2 separate regions of the Mus musculus genome follow, and region 1 is linked to region 2. The links are chromatin contacts, called in public Hi-C maps. All regions are on one chromosome and are shown on one strand. The core of a region is the stretch at or near the end of the contact, and the rest is flanking DNA. Distances in the headings are between cores, read along the strand shown. Region 1 overlaps Chd2 (chromodomain helicase DNA binding protein 2). Region 2 overlaps Gm36865 (a long non-coding RNA gene).

Region 1 (5,968 bases), core at 1,411-3,910, 650 kb after region 2:
GAGGGAAAACTTATCTGAAGACTGGCAGAGGTCCAGGAGAGCCAGGCAGCACTGGAGCCTGTCTCTCAGGCCCAAGCATGGCTCAGAGCAGCGGCTGGGCATGTGAGCTTGGGCAGCAGGCTGACTTGGCATCGGAGCTGGGCTCTGCCTGTTGCTAGCTGTGTGGTCTCCCTTGGATTTTTTTTTTCTTGAGCCTTAGATTCCTGATCTGTAAAATGGAATTACACGTAGCCACCTCCCAGGGTCCTGTGGAAATCTAATGAGCTAATTCCTGGCACAGATGCCCAACATCAACAAGAGAACCCACCGAAAGAGGTCCCGGTGGCAGTGGTACCCAGGAACTTAGTCATTGATGAATCCATTTGTCTCGGGACAAATCCTGTATTCTTGCTGGGGAGATAAACCAATAGTTGATACTTACATAATCTAACGACCCACATGGCAGCAGACTCCAGGAAGAGAAGCAGGTACATTCTGAGTGGCCGCCTAAGGAAGGAAGAAAAGGGATGCTCCTCTTTGGAGGGGTAAAAGGCATGTGTGACTAACTCACCACACGAGTTTCTGGAGCAAGGCATGTCAGAAGGTGGAGAAAGCATTCTACAAAGAGCAGAGTATGCGGGGGTGTGTGTGTGTGTGTGTGTGACGACCTGGAGCAGCCCAGCCCAGAGCTCATAAGACCTTGATCCCTCTCGCTGCCATAGACCTGAGAACCCTGAGCAGTGGCTGAAGAAGGTAGGGAAGCATATAGCTGCTCTCAGTCCCCTCTCATTCCTCCTTCAGGAACAGGATGGCTCCAATCCTCTGGACTCTGGTGGCAAAAAAAAAAAAAAAAAAAAAAAAAAAAAAAAAAAAGAGAGAGATCTAAACATTGGAAGAACCGGGCAGCATGTGGGTTATCTGCGGTTAGGCTGGAGTCTGTGTGCGCCTGCTGCCCTCTGCAGGACAGTTCTAGAATTACACTTACTCTGGGATGCTATGTCAGATACAGAGATGGTCCCACCTAGGGAGGCATGCTAGTGAGTTTTCTGTCAGCCTGAGTCACCTGGGAAGAGGAAACCTTAATTAAGAAAACGCCTCCATCAGATTAGCTTATAGGCAAGTCTGTAGGGGCATTTTCTTGATTAATGATGATGTAGGAGGGCCAAGGCAACGGTGGGTGGAAGGGACCACCAGGGCTGAGTGTGCCACGGAGGGCAAGCCAGTAGGCACCATTCCTGTGGCTTCTGCTTCAGTTCCTGCCTCAAATTCCCGCCCTGACTTCTCTGCATGTTTGGAAGGGCTAAAATGAAACAAACCCTTTTATTCCCCAAGTTGCTTTTGGTCAATGAAGTGAAACATGAAGACTCTTTGGAAAGACAGTTGGAGGGTGTTTTGTTAGGACAAACACGTGAAGGAATGTTTCATTAAAGTGGACACAGGTGTAAAAAGCTAAGGCGGATTCGTGAAGGAATGCTTAGCTGAAGCAGACACAGGAGAAATGATGTTCTACTAAAGCAAGCACGTGAAAGGACGTGTGATGAAGGATTCTTGGCTAATGACAGGCATCGTCCACCTCACATTGCATTTGTCGGGAAACCATGGAGAGAAATGCACCAAAAACTTGTGGCGGTGTGCTGTAGTTTGTTGCCACTTTCAAGGACTCGGGCTGACTGGATGCATGTGCTGAGGCAGGACACGTGGAGGACACGTGATGCTTGGAGGGTAGAAATAGGACTCCACAGAATGACGAAGAGAGCTTGGCTTGCTGGTACAGCTGGCTGTGTAACGCTTGTGGGTCTCTCGTCTTCACTGATCTTCGCTTCCCTGAGAGATGCACAGCTGAGAACTTCTCCCGGGGCCCCTTCTGCTGTCTGGAGCTGAGGCTGAGGCCCGGCTGTCTCTGCTAGGTAGTGTCACTGCTGTTGCTAACCTGATTCTTCTGAACTGGGCTCCTGGTGCATCTGTGAGGTAGTTTATCTGTGAGGTGTTTGCGAGTGGATGGAGCTGCCACTGCCTGCTAACCTGTGAACTGAACTGCAGATTTCCAGACAACAGACAGGAGTTGCTCCAAATAACCTTTCTAAACAAGTCCACTTCCCTCTACCCCCACCCCCATATCCTTTTTACTAACTCTGAAGGGGGGGGGGGCTACAAGAAAGGTTAAAGCGTTTAAGAACCATCATTAAAAACAGGATTTGAAAAAATTAAAGTTACAAGTCATTGTGTTTATCTCTGAAATAGAAAGCAAACATGGACAGGTTGCAGGAGTGGTCTCCATCTTCAGTGCGTCTAGTGGCCCGACCATCCTCTCTAACAATGTGACCAGCCAAGCACATATTATGTATCCTGCAGGGCCTCCATCACGGCTACCTCTGTTGGCCCTTGGTGGGGCTAACAGAACACACATCTTGTAATCTTGCTTCTTTTCTCCCTTAGGTGGCATTTTGTCTGCTTGCAGTTTGCTTGTCTAGAGTACCCACCCCACTTAAAATAAATTCCAAGAAGGCAGGCCCCATGCTTCTGTTGAGAACTCCCTCCAATGAGCAGCCTGTCCCCAGGATCTAGTTGTAATTGTGTCCTTCTGACACTGAAGCTCTTCGATGGCTCTGTCCCTGCTGGGCTCCAGAGCAAGCGGTGGCTTTACAGAAGCCTCTTGCTCAAGCCACTGGAGCTTGGTGCTGGGAAAGGCCTGACCTCTGAGAAGGACAAGCTTTGTCCTGGTCACCCCGACCTCCCCAGCTGTCCTCTGGTTCCATCCCCAACTAAGAATGGGACATTGTCTCCTGCCTGGTGGCCTTCTCTCTGCCCTGTATGCACTCATACAACACACCAATTTGCAACTGAAGCTGCTTCACAGCAGAGATAAAATGGGGTGGGGGTGGGGAGGACACACTCTGACTCCCATGAATTCCTTTATGCCACCCAAACACCACAATAGTGCCTGTAGTTAGCAGGAGTTCCAGGAAAGGCAGAGAGCTCATGTGAACTCCCCATGCTTGCTTGCTCTGAGGTATGGCAATTTACTCTGCACACACTGCAGGTGAAGACCATTGTTTTTGTTCCCAAATAAAGCCAGAAGTGTGGCCAGGGACAAGCCACTTGGACACATTAACAGTCCAGGACATGCCCGGGACCTGTCACCTGAGGGAAAGTCTCACCAGCAGGGTCTGGGCAGGGTGCCACTATGATCAGGGGCATACAGAAAGGTTTTAGCTGGTCCAGCCACATCCACAGCCTACTCCACAAAACCATGCAAGCCAACAGGCAGCATGGGCCAAAGAAGGTTCTGACCTGAAGTATGACAGACGGGGCTTTTAGTTAAAGCCTTGATGGAATTGCCAGGACGGCTCCTTTAAAAGCCACAGACTCTGTTCTGACACACAGCTGATCCTTAGTTTTTGTACATGACCTTTCTGTTGGCACTAATTGAGCAGGGTTTGTGGTGATCACCAAACATTGAGTCCCTGCTAGGGAGGGCTGGGAGGCAAGGGCCTGCAGCTTCCAGAAGGTGGGCATCTTGGCAGCAGTGGGCTTCGAAGCCAGCTAACTAGCACTTAGATTGTCACAGCACTTGTTCCTAAAAGGTTCCCAGAGCTGTTCTAGCTGCGTCCTGAAGCAGGGGGATCACCAGGTTTCTTCACAGGACCTGTCCTCCACACTTCTCCACTCAGGCGCAAGCGTTATAGACCCAGCAGCCTCCTGCCAGGCCAGGCCTTGCACCTAAGGGTCCTGGACAACTAGCAAGGTGGAGTCCCAGCGGCCGCCCTCTCCCTGCTGAGTGGACACATGGGTGTGTTTGGCACTAAGAATTGAGAGAACCATAAAGGTTTGAGTTTTGTTTCAAAGACACTTATGTGCAAGTTTTAAAAACCCTGGGCTTGGGCAAGATTCTCCTAAACTCCATCCTAGGACAATTTCGACACATAGGCCAGGTCACCTTTCCTCTATCTGGGCCATGTTGGAGCTAAGCCTGCCGCTGTGCCAAACTGCAAGTGAACATTTGTGTCACTGTTTCCATAAGAAAAGCGTTTTTCGGGGCTGGTGAGATGGCTCAGTGGGTAAGAGCACCCAACTGCTCTTCCAAAAGTCCCGAGTTCAAATCCCAGCAATCACATGGTGGCTCACAACCATCCATAATGAGATCTGACTCCCTCTTCTGGAGTGTTTGAAGACAGCTACAGTGTACAGTGTACTTACATATAATAAATAAATAAATCTTTTTTTAAAAAATAGAAGAAAATTTTTAAAAAAAGAAAAGTGTTTTTCCGCATTCAAGAATATATAACCCAGGGCTGGAGAGATGGCTCAGTGGTTGAGAGTAGTGACTTCTCTTCCAGAGGAACCAGTTTCAATTCTCAACACCCATACAGCAGCTCACAACTGTTTGTAATTCCAAGATCTGACACCCTCACACAAACATACATGCAGGCAAAACACCAGTGCCCATAAAAGGAGAATAAATCATGAAGGAAGTTAGGAAGTTAGGAAGTTGGGGAGGGGAGGGGAGGGGAGGGGAGGGGAGGGGAGGGGAGGGGAGGGGAGGGGAGGGGAGGGGAGGGGAGAGAAAAGAAGAGAAGAGTATATAACCCAACTGATTAACTGCACTAAAGCTGTAGGCTGTAGGCCTGATGTCTTACTTCTCTCTGGACAGAGGTGGATGTTTGAAGCAGGCTCCCCATGACCACTGTGAAAGATGAGGGCAACCTCTCATGACTCAGTTTTAATGGCTCCATGCCATTCCCTGAAGTACGCAGCTGTGGTTTGTGGCTGTTCAGGGACAGAAAACTATTTAGAACCAATAACAAAAATGCAACTTAAAAAGCTTCCATTGTCGAAGATGTAAACAAGCATGGACACACAGCTTGCAGCCAGCCAGGGAGGGAGACTGTGGCGTGTGCCTCACACCAGAATGTAATGTAACTGGTTAGCCCAATTCTAAAAATCCTTAGTAACACTTTTTAATATACAAGAATCAAAAAAGTACAGCAGTTTTACAATGTAGGAAAATTTAATACATACTATATAAACAACATTATTTACATCAGAAATCACCAGGACAGTGGCATTTTTCACAAATATAAATTAATTACTGTTTAGTCAACAGGTTTCAAAAGTCCACAAGTTTACAAGAAAAACCACCTGTCCCCAAATGAGTAGGGCACAGGTGGACTACAGCAGCCTGGACCCTTGGCATGGCTCTCTTCCCAACACGGCTGGCCTCGGCTACGAGAGCACAGGTGCTGGGCTGGACCACGGCTCCTGCTGACAAGTGGGTTTGTTTGGTCTGTAGGATTTCAGTGTTGCTGTGTGTGAACGTTTAAGTGAATCACATTTGTTCTGCAAAGCCTGATGCAATGTCAGACACACCAGGTCAGAACCTCAGCAGCACAGTGAGAAATGTTGGCGCTCCCTCTGTGGGGCTTAGGAATGACTACACAGAGTAGAAGGAAGGACCATCAGGCTGGCCAAGTCAGAGAGGACACAGTGGTCAGTGGAGGCTTCATCTTCGTTTTCTAGGGCCACAGTGCATCATAGGACTTCAGGACTTGACAACATTCACACATAACTTCCTCCAAGTCCTGCCACTTCCTCAATGATGAGCAGCTGCCCAAAGCCAGGCCCCACAGAACGTCACTGGCAGCTTCTCTTACCTGTGCAAACTTCTGCTGTAAGCATCTGATGCACATACTAGTTTAAAGCAAGAGGAATGCTTCCTTTCTTTCAACCCCTCTTCAAATCCACTCCCTCACCTACAGCAGATGTTTGATGGGACATACTGTAATCTTAGAATCAATGTAACACTGATCTGGCCGATAGGGTTTTTGCTACATTTTATGGCACTATACCTCAAGTCCTGAATAGGAACAAAAGAAAGTTCCTTTTTCCTCATGATGAGACAGACAGTTTTGAGAATAATTTGTAACTTCTACCAACAAGTTGAAAGACAAGACCTAGGTGAATATGGAAAGGCAAGGCCTCCACCCTCCGC
Region 2 (6,409 bases), core at 310-2,809:
CTGTACTGGGCATATAAAGTTTGCAAGTCCAATGGGCCTCTCTTTCCAGTGATGGCCGACTAGGCCATCTTTTGATACATATGCAGCTAGAGTCAAGAGCTCCGGGGTACATATAGCTCTCTCTTGTGAGACTATGCCGGGGCCTAGCAAACACAGAAGTGGATGCTCACAGTCAGCTATTGGATGGATCACAGGGCCCCCAATGGAGGAGCTAGAGAAAGTACCCAAGGAGCTAAACCCTACAGGTGGACTTCTTATTTGGGCCTCTGGGTCGCTGAAGGCTGAAATGGAGCTCTAGTCTGTTGATGAAGAATCTCTCAAAATATGATGAGTTTGGTTGCAGGGTTAGCAAACAAATGAGCTTGGGGAGCCGAACCCACAAACACCTGCATTTCTGTGTAAGCAACACAGACATGAGTGTGGAGGAAAACACAGCTAAAGCAATAAAGATGTCTAAAACCACATGCCAGAGAAAGAAATTGGAAAGGTAACTCAAATATTATGTTTGCTGCTTAGAAGGAAAGTGGAAGGTCAGACTTGAAGATGAGAATGTCAGAACCCAGAGTCCATCCTGCTTTCCAAAAGGGTCTAGACCAAGGGTTGTATGCATTTAGAGCACTGTAAACATATTCAGAGAAATCTAGAGGGCAATAAGAAAGGTAAAGCAGGGAAGGTGGGCATAAAATAAATAGGTGTGATGAACTTATGCTGAGGACTAGTGTGGTTCAGTCCCACCTCTGTTCAGCTAGCAGAAAATAAACTCTTCCTTACAATTCCTTCCCGGGAGCAGTTGAAGAGAGCAGGTGACCTAACCCAGCATCCTTCTGGCCAACATTGCCTTTCAACACTAATGCACCTGTACTTATGAGCTCAATGTCACTTCTGCAGGAATCTCATGCTACAGAAGACAGAAAGAAAAGCCTATGAAATAGATCCTGAAAAATGCCCTAATACAAATAAAAACATGGAACTCATTATTGCCAAATATGACTTTTTAGACCGGTACCTCAAATGGCCTTGATTTCTGCATAGCAAAGCAATTTGTTAATAGTACAGACCTCTTCTCTGCTAGATAGTCAGTTCTCTTGATTCCATATAGTAACACAGATAAGCATATGGAAAAGATATTGCCTAAAAGTTGATAATTAGGAGGATCCTGGGATGAGACTCACTTACTCTCTCTGATGTTATCATTGAGAAATTATACAGAAAAAGAGCAATGGTCACTAGATTGACTGAGTCCTCTCTTGGCCATTCTTTTCTGTTAGAATGTATCCAGTCACAATAATGATCAGAAAGAACCATGGCTTCTTGGGCTTTCTGATATGAGCCTCTGTGATGGTTAATCTATCTCTATTACCAGCTGGAGATCAAGAAATGTGTGTGAGGGGTGTATGTGTGTGTGTGTGTGTGTGTGTGTGTGTGTGTGTGTGTGTGTGTGTGTGAGAGAGAGAATGTGTTTGACAGCCATCTATTGCTTATGCACTTAGTCCCTTGAATACATTCACTTTCTATAAGCCTTATTTTTCAAAGAAACTAGAAGACAAATGTTACTAGGATTTAAATGGTAATGTGGGCATGGATTGCACAGTCATTGCACAGCTGCACCTGGGTCTCCCGGGTTACAATACCCGTGTGTGTGTGTGTGTGTGTGTGTGTGTGTGTGTGTGTGTGTCTGTGTGTGTGTGTCTGTGTGTAATGGGGACATGTTGGGGAAGAAAGGTGAAAATATCTGCAAAGAACAAATGCAACAAACCCCCATCTCTTCTGCTTTTCTCTCAAAGGATGAGCTTAAGAGACTAAGTTTTCCCTGCCCACAGCAGCCTGCCCTTGCTTCTCCATGTTATTGGGCTCTCAAGAAGTAGCATACTCCATAGCAACCCCTCGCCTGGCCTGGGAAGAGGCCTGTACTGAATACTAAAGCCCCTGACTGGCAGCATGCATTATTCATCCTAATCATCCTTTCTGTTGTTAATGGCCTGTAAATAGTTGCTTCTGACAAGAACATTTAACACCAGCACCTAAGGGGAGGCAGGGGAGGGGAGAGAATGCAGATCATGAGAGATGAGCCTTGGGAACTGTCTGAGGCTGACTTATGACAGCAGGATGCTGGGCTGCAGAGGCTGACAAGGAGGCTAGGAGTCCAGGAAGCACTGGGGAGAGTCAAGCCCACGGGGCAGCAGACAAGACAAACTGCAGTGATGCATTGTGGGATGTTACTGTGTGGACATTAAAGGTCCTCCAAAGTTCCATATGCTAAAGGCTTAGTCGCCAGCCATGTGGTGCTTTGGGGAGGTGGTGAGCAGGCCCAGAAGGGGATGTTGGAAACCTGCTCCTATTCTTCTTTCCTTCCGCCCTCTCCCCAGCCCCAACCTCCCTGTTCTCCTCTCTTCCCTCCATCTTTCTCTTTCTCTTCTCTTCCTTTGCCCTCTGCCTCTACCTTTCCCTTTATTCCCCTCCTCCACACCCCCTCTTTCTTCCTCTTCCCACCCTACCTCTCCTCCCTTTCTCTCTTTCTACGTCCCCTTTCCCCCTCCTTCCCACGAGGTGAGGAACTTTGTGCAGCCAAATACTCTCACCATGATATCCTGCCTCACCACAAGCCATAGGACCAAACGACCATGGGCTAAAACCATTGACTCTGTGAGCCAAAATATACCCTTTGTTCTTTTAAGTTTATTCTGTCTAGTATTTTGTTCCAGTTCTAGAAACATAACTCAAGGTTAGCAGAGATGTGTGCAAAAATTGCCTGTGGAGATACCCGGTCCTTATCTGCAGCGCCTTCAGAACCCCTCCCTCTCTTGCTTCCTCTCACCTCTCTTGAGCTCCTGACAAACTGGATTTCTGTTTTCATTTCATCTCCTATGGCCCACAGAATCTGTCACCATCTGTGCCCAGAGGGAAAGGACCCACTTACTGGGTGCTGCATCTCTAAACAGGGTTTTCTAACCCTTAGTTTCTCCCTTCAGCTTTAGAATGTATTTATCCTCACCTTGTTCATGAGAATTGAATGGGAAAATGTAAGTAAACCTCATGATAAATACTCAGAAGATATCTGATAATAAGGTTCTACCCTTGCCCATTTTTCTGACCTAGGACTTAGAAATGGTCCCCACATGAAAAGTGTCTAGAGAAAGCCACACAGATGGTAGTTGAAAGAGCAAGCAAGGACAAGCTTAGATGGAGAAAGCCATTTGTCATGTCCAGATGTCCAAACGCACATAAGTACATTGATTTCTCTAAAAGTAAGGTAAAGAGGAGAATTATGGCCAGAAGAGAAATGTAGCATAAAAATTCCTGGCTTAAAGAGAGAAAGGAAAGCCAGTCCCGGTGGGGCGGGGATATGGTCCTTTCTACCTGGGAGGTTGAAGCAGGAGGATCACATGTTCAAGGCTTGCCTAGACTACACAAAGAGTTCAAGCCCCACCTGAATAACTAAGTAATAAAGAAATAATGAGGGCTGAGGACAGAGCCCAGTGACAGAGCATTTGCCTGGCAAATGTGGGACCCTCCTTTAAGTCCCACTCTGAAGGATGTTTGAATGGAATCCTTCATGCTGTCTAGGGTGTGGCTCCTACTTAAAGGACCTACAGCTGCCAGTCTCCTTTCATTATTTCTGGGATGACTTGGTAGGTTTATGTGCCTTTAAACTATCTACTCTTCTCCAAGGCCCTTGCTGATGGCACCCTTAAGATCTAGCATATTTCTTAAGAAAAGAGCATTCTTTTTTTTCTTTTTTTTCTTTTTTTTCTTTTTTTTTTTTTTTTTTTTTTTTGCTTCACTAATTGAAACAGGATTCAGTTCCTCCAGGTCACATTGTATCAAGGACAACATCCTTGCTCCTTCCCATATCCATGGCTCACTCTCCAGAGCAGGTTGCAGACCTCATTGGTTCCTAGGAAAGCATGCTATACTTCAGTCTCCTGCTGGTCTTACCTCCATCAGAAAAAGCTAATTCCTCTCAAGGTCTTTTCAAAAGCATCTTCAGAGCCCATGCCTATCTCCAGGCACAATCACACTCTGCCCTGTACCTTTCTCACTTAACACTTTGGAATAAGGATCCTTATAGGGCCTCAATTCCATCCCCTACCATACTGCCACTAGACAAAACATTCTGTGCAACTCATATTCCCTTGCATGCAATGTAGACTGGCCAGTGCTATTTAATGGCTCTCACTGTTGGCTCAGTGACTCCATCTCAGGATCTCACCCCCAAATCAACAAGTAGCCTGAGGCCCTGCCAGATCTACAGTAGACAACTAGTATATTATCCAGATTATGTTAAACTAAGACAATGTGGGTTTACTGCTTTAATTCACCCAGGTTTCTATACATAGTCCTAAAAACCAAAGTTAGTGGATGTTGAATCGTCTCCTTGGAAATAGAACCAAGAGAAAGTATTTTTTTTTAAGGCCAAACACAATAAAGAGCTATGCTATGTTCTCAACTATCACTCCTTCACGCCTGAATGCAGGGAGGTGGAGGTGCCTCTAGGCACCAGCTCTTTATTTACGTCCCTGCTTTCTTGTTTCACCTGCCATGTATATCCCTGCATCACTCATTTTTCGGTAGTGCACGATCCTTGGGAAGGTCTGCACTCTGGCTTCTCTCCCTGCATGGTTCTGTAGCTTTAGGGAAATCGAGTTAGGGCTATACTCTGCACATTTATTTTCCTCCAAGCAATGCATGCTCTGTTCTTTATAACACTCTCAGTTTAAATAAATGGAGAATAAATAGTTCTTTTCTTTAAAAGGGAGATCCTTCACGAGCTTTCCAAAGAGGGGGTTGTCTCCGAAAGGCTTTTACTATAAAAATAATAGAATAACAAGGTCTAAGGCAGTCAAGATAAATGTGTTCATTTGGCCCCTGTCTCTGAGGCAAAAATGCTCTCGCTTTGCTTCTAACTCCAAAACTGCAGCCTGAGTCCTTGGTTTTCATAAACAATCTCTTAGTTTACCAGTGAACCTACACAGACAGAAATGGTTTTTATTGCAGTAATAAATATTGAAGTATATAATGTACCATTTATCAATTGAAATGTTATTTTTAATTTCATACACATGTATTGCATTTATATCATTTTCCTCTCTCTTTCTTTCCTCCTCTTCCCTCCAACTTCTTTCAAGGCTCCCACTACCACCATTATGCTTCCTCTCAAATTCAGAGTCTTTTGCATATATATATATATGTGTATATATATATATATATATGAATATGAATCTGTGCAGCAAGCTCTCTCTCTCTCCCTCTCTCTCCCCCTTTCTCTCTCTCATATGAATATGTTTTGAAGCTGAGCACTTGGTAATAGATAGCATCTAAGACTGACTTTCATACCCTCAGCAATGATTATTTGCCTCTAGCTCTTCAGCTAAAATTGGTTTCCCCCGTGATACTTTCCAGTATACACATTGGTGGGTCTACTGGTGTTGTCACTGTTCAGTTCTTGTTTAGGCAACCATGTCACTGAGGTTTCCTGGCTGCAGCTTCCCTGTCATATATGGCAGATGCAATCTTAAAGCAGATGTCTTGGTCCTCTGGCTCTCACAATATTTCTCCTTCTGTGATATTTCCCAAGCTTTAGTGATTGGGATTGTATTGTAGATGCAGTGATTGAAGCTGGGCACCTCCCACTTGATTGTTCACTGCATTTTGATCATCTGTGGATTTCTGTAATGGTTTCAATCTGCTGCAAAAGAAAGAAGGAGGAGGAGAAGGGGAGGGGAGGAGAAGGGAGGAGAGAGAAGAAGAAGAAGAAGAAGAAGAAGAAGAAGAAGAAGAAGAAGAAGAAGAAGAAGAAGAAGAAGAAGAAGAAGAAGAAGAAGAAGAAGCAGCAGCAGAGGCAGCAGAAGCAAAAGAAGCAGCAGAAGAAGCAGAGGCAGAGGAAGAAGCAGAAGCAAAAGAAGCAGAAGAAGCAGAAGAAGAAGCAGAAGTAGAAGAAGCAGAAGAAGCAGAAGAAGCAGAAGCAGAAGAAGCAGAAGAAGCAGAAGAAGCAGAAGCAGAAGCAGAAGCAGAAGCAGAAGCAGAAGCAGAAGCAGAAGCAGAAGAAGAAGAAGAAGAAGAAGAAGAAGAAGAAGAAGAAGAAGAAGAAGAAGAAGAAGAAGAAGAAGAAGAAGAAGAAGAAGAAGAAGAAGAAGAAGAAGCTTCTTTGTTGACTGGTCAGGTCTACAGTCATCTGTGGGCATTAAGATGAGCACCGTGTGTGCAGTAGGGATTATAATGGTTTGGGGAAGTGGCAGTAAGAGTTTCTTCTCTAGGGTCCATGGTCTCAACAGTAATGTGTGGTTAGCATGCCTAGGTTTTCAATATCAGGCATCAATTTCCTCCTACTGAGTGAGTCTTAAGTTCAGTAAGACAGTTGTTGGTTGCTGCCAAGACATAAATGCCAGTGTAGCACCACTGGGGATATCTT

What was found. A called contact is a pair of places that touch in the nucleus more often than the background predicts.
Region 1: a Hi-C map of stem cell-derived neural stem cells shows a contact between it and region 2, with 2.9 times the contacts expected there. The contact joins two enhancer-like sites. A contact is called at or near these places in 1 of 484 Hi-C or Micro-C datasets (stem cell-derived neural stem cells), 1 of 115 datasets of contacts at active chromatin or transcription factors (stem cell-derived neural progenitor cells) and 1 of 9 other capture datasets (embryonic stem cells).

What each region holds. Positions count from the first base shown.
Region 1 is chr7:73,421,726-73,427,693 of GRCm38.p6, forward strand. Chd2 (chromodomain helicase DNA binding protein 2) reads right to left here. Exons shown (of 39, transcript NM_001081345.2): 39 at 4,927-5,968. Among named protein-coding and RNA genes, the nearest start is that of A730056A06Rik, 49 kb to the left of the region's middle. Within about 2 kb of position 2,661, at least 49 of the 459 cell types and tissues checked have an H3K27ac peak or open chromatin away from gene starts, as enhancers often do. A contact at or near this core is called in stem cell-derived neural progenitor cells and stem cell-derived neural stem cells, where this site is marked.
Region 2 is chr7:72,772,627-72,779,035 of GRCm38.p6, forward strand. All of the region lies in intron 3 of Gm36865 (a long non-coding RNA gene), which reads right to left. Among named protein-coding and RNA genes, the nearest start is that of Gm36865, 51 kb to the right of the region's middle. Within about 2 kb of position 1,560, at least 23 of the 459 cell types and tissues checked have an H3K27ac peak or open chromatin away from gene starts, as enhancers often do. A contact at or near this core is called in stem cell-derived neural progenitor cells and stem cell-derived neural stem cells, where this site is marked.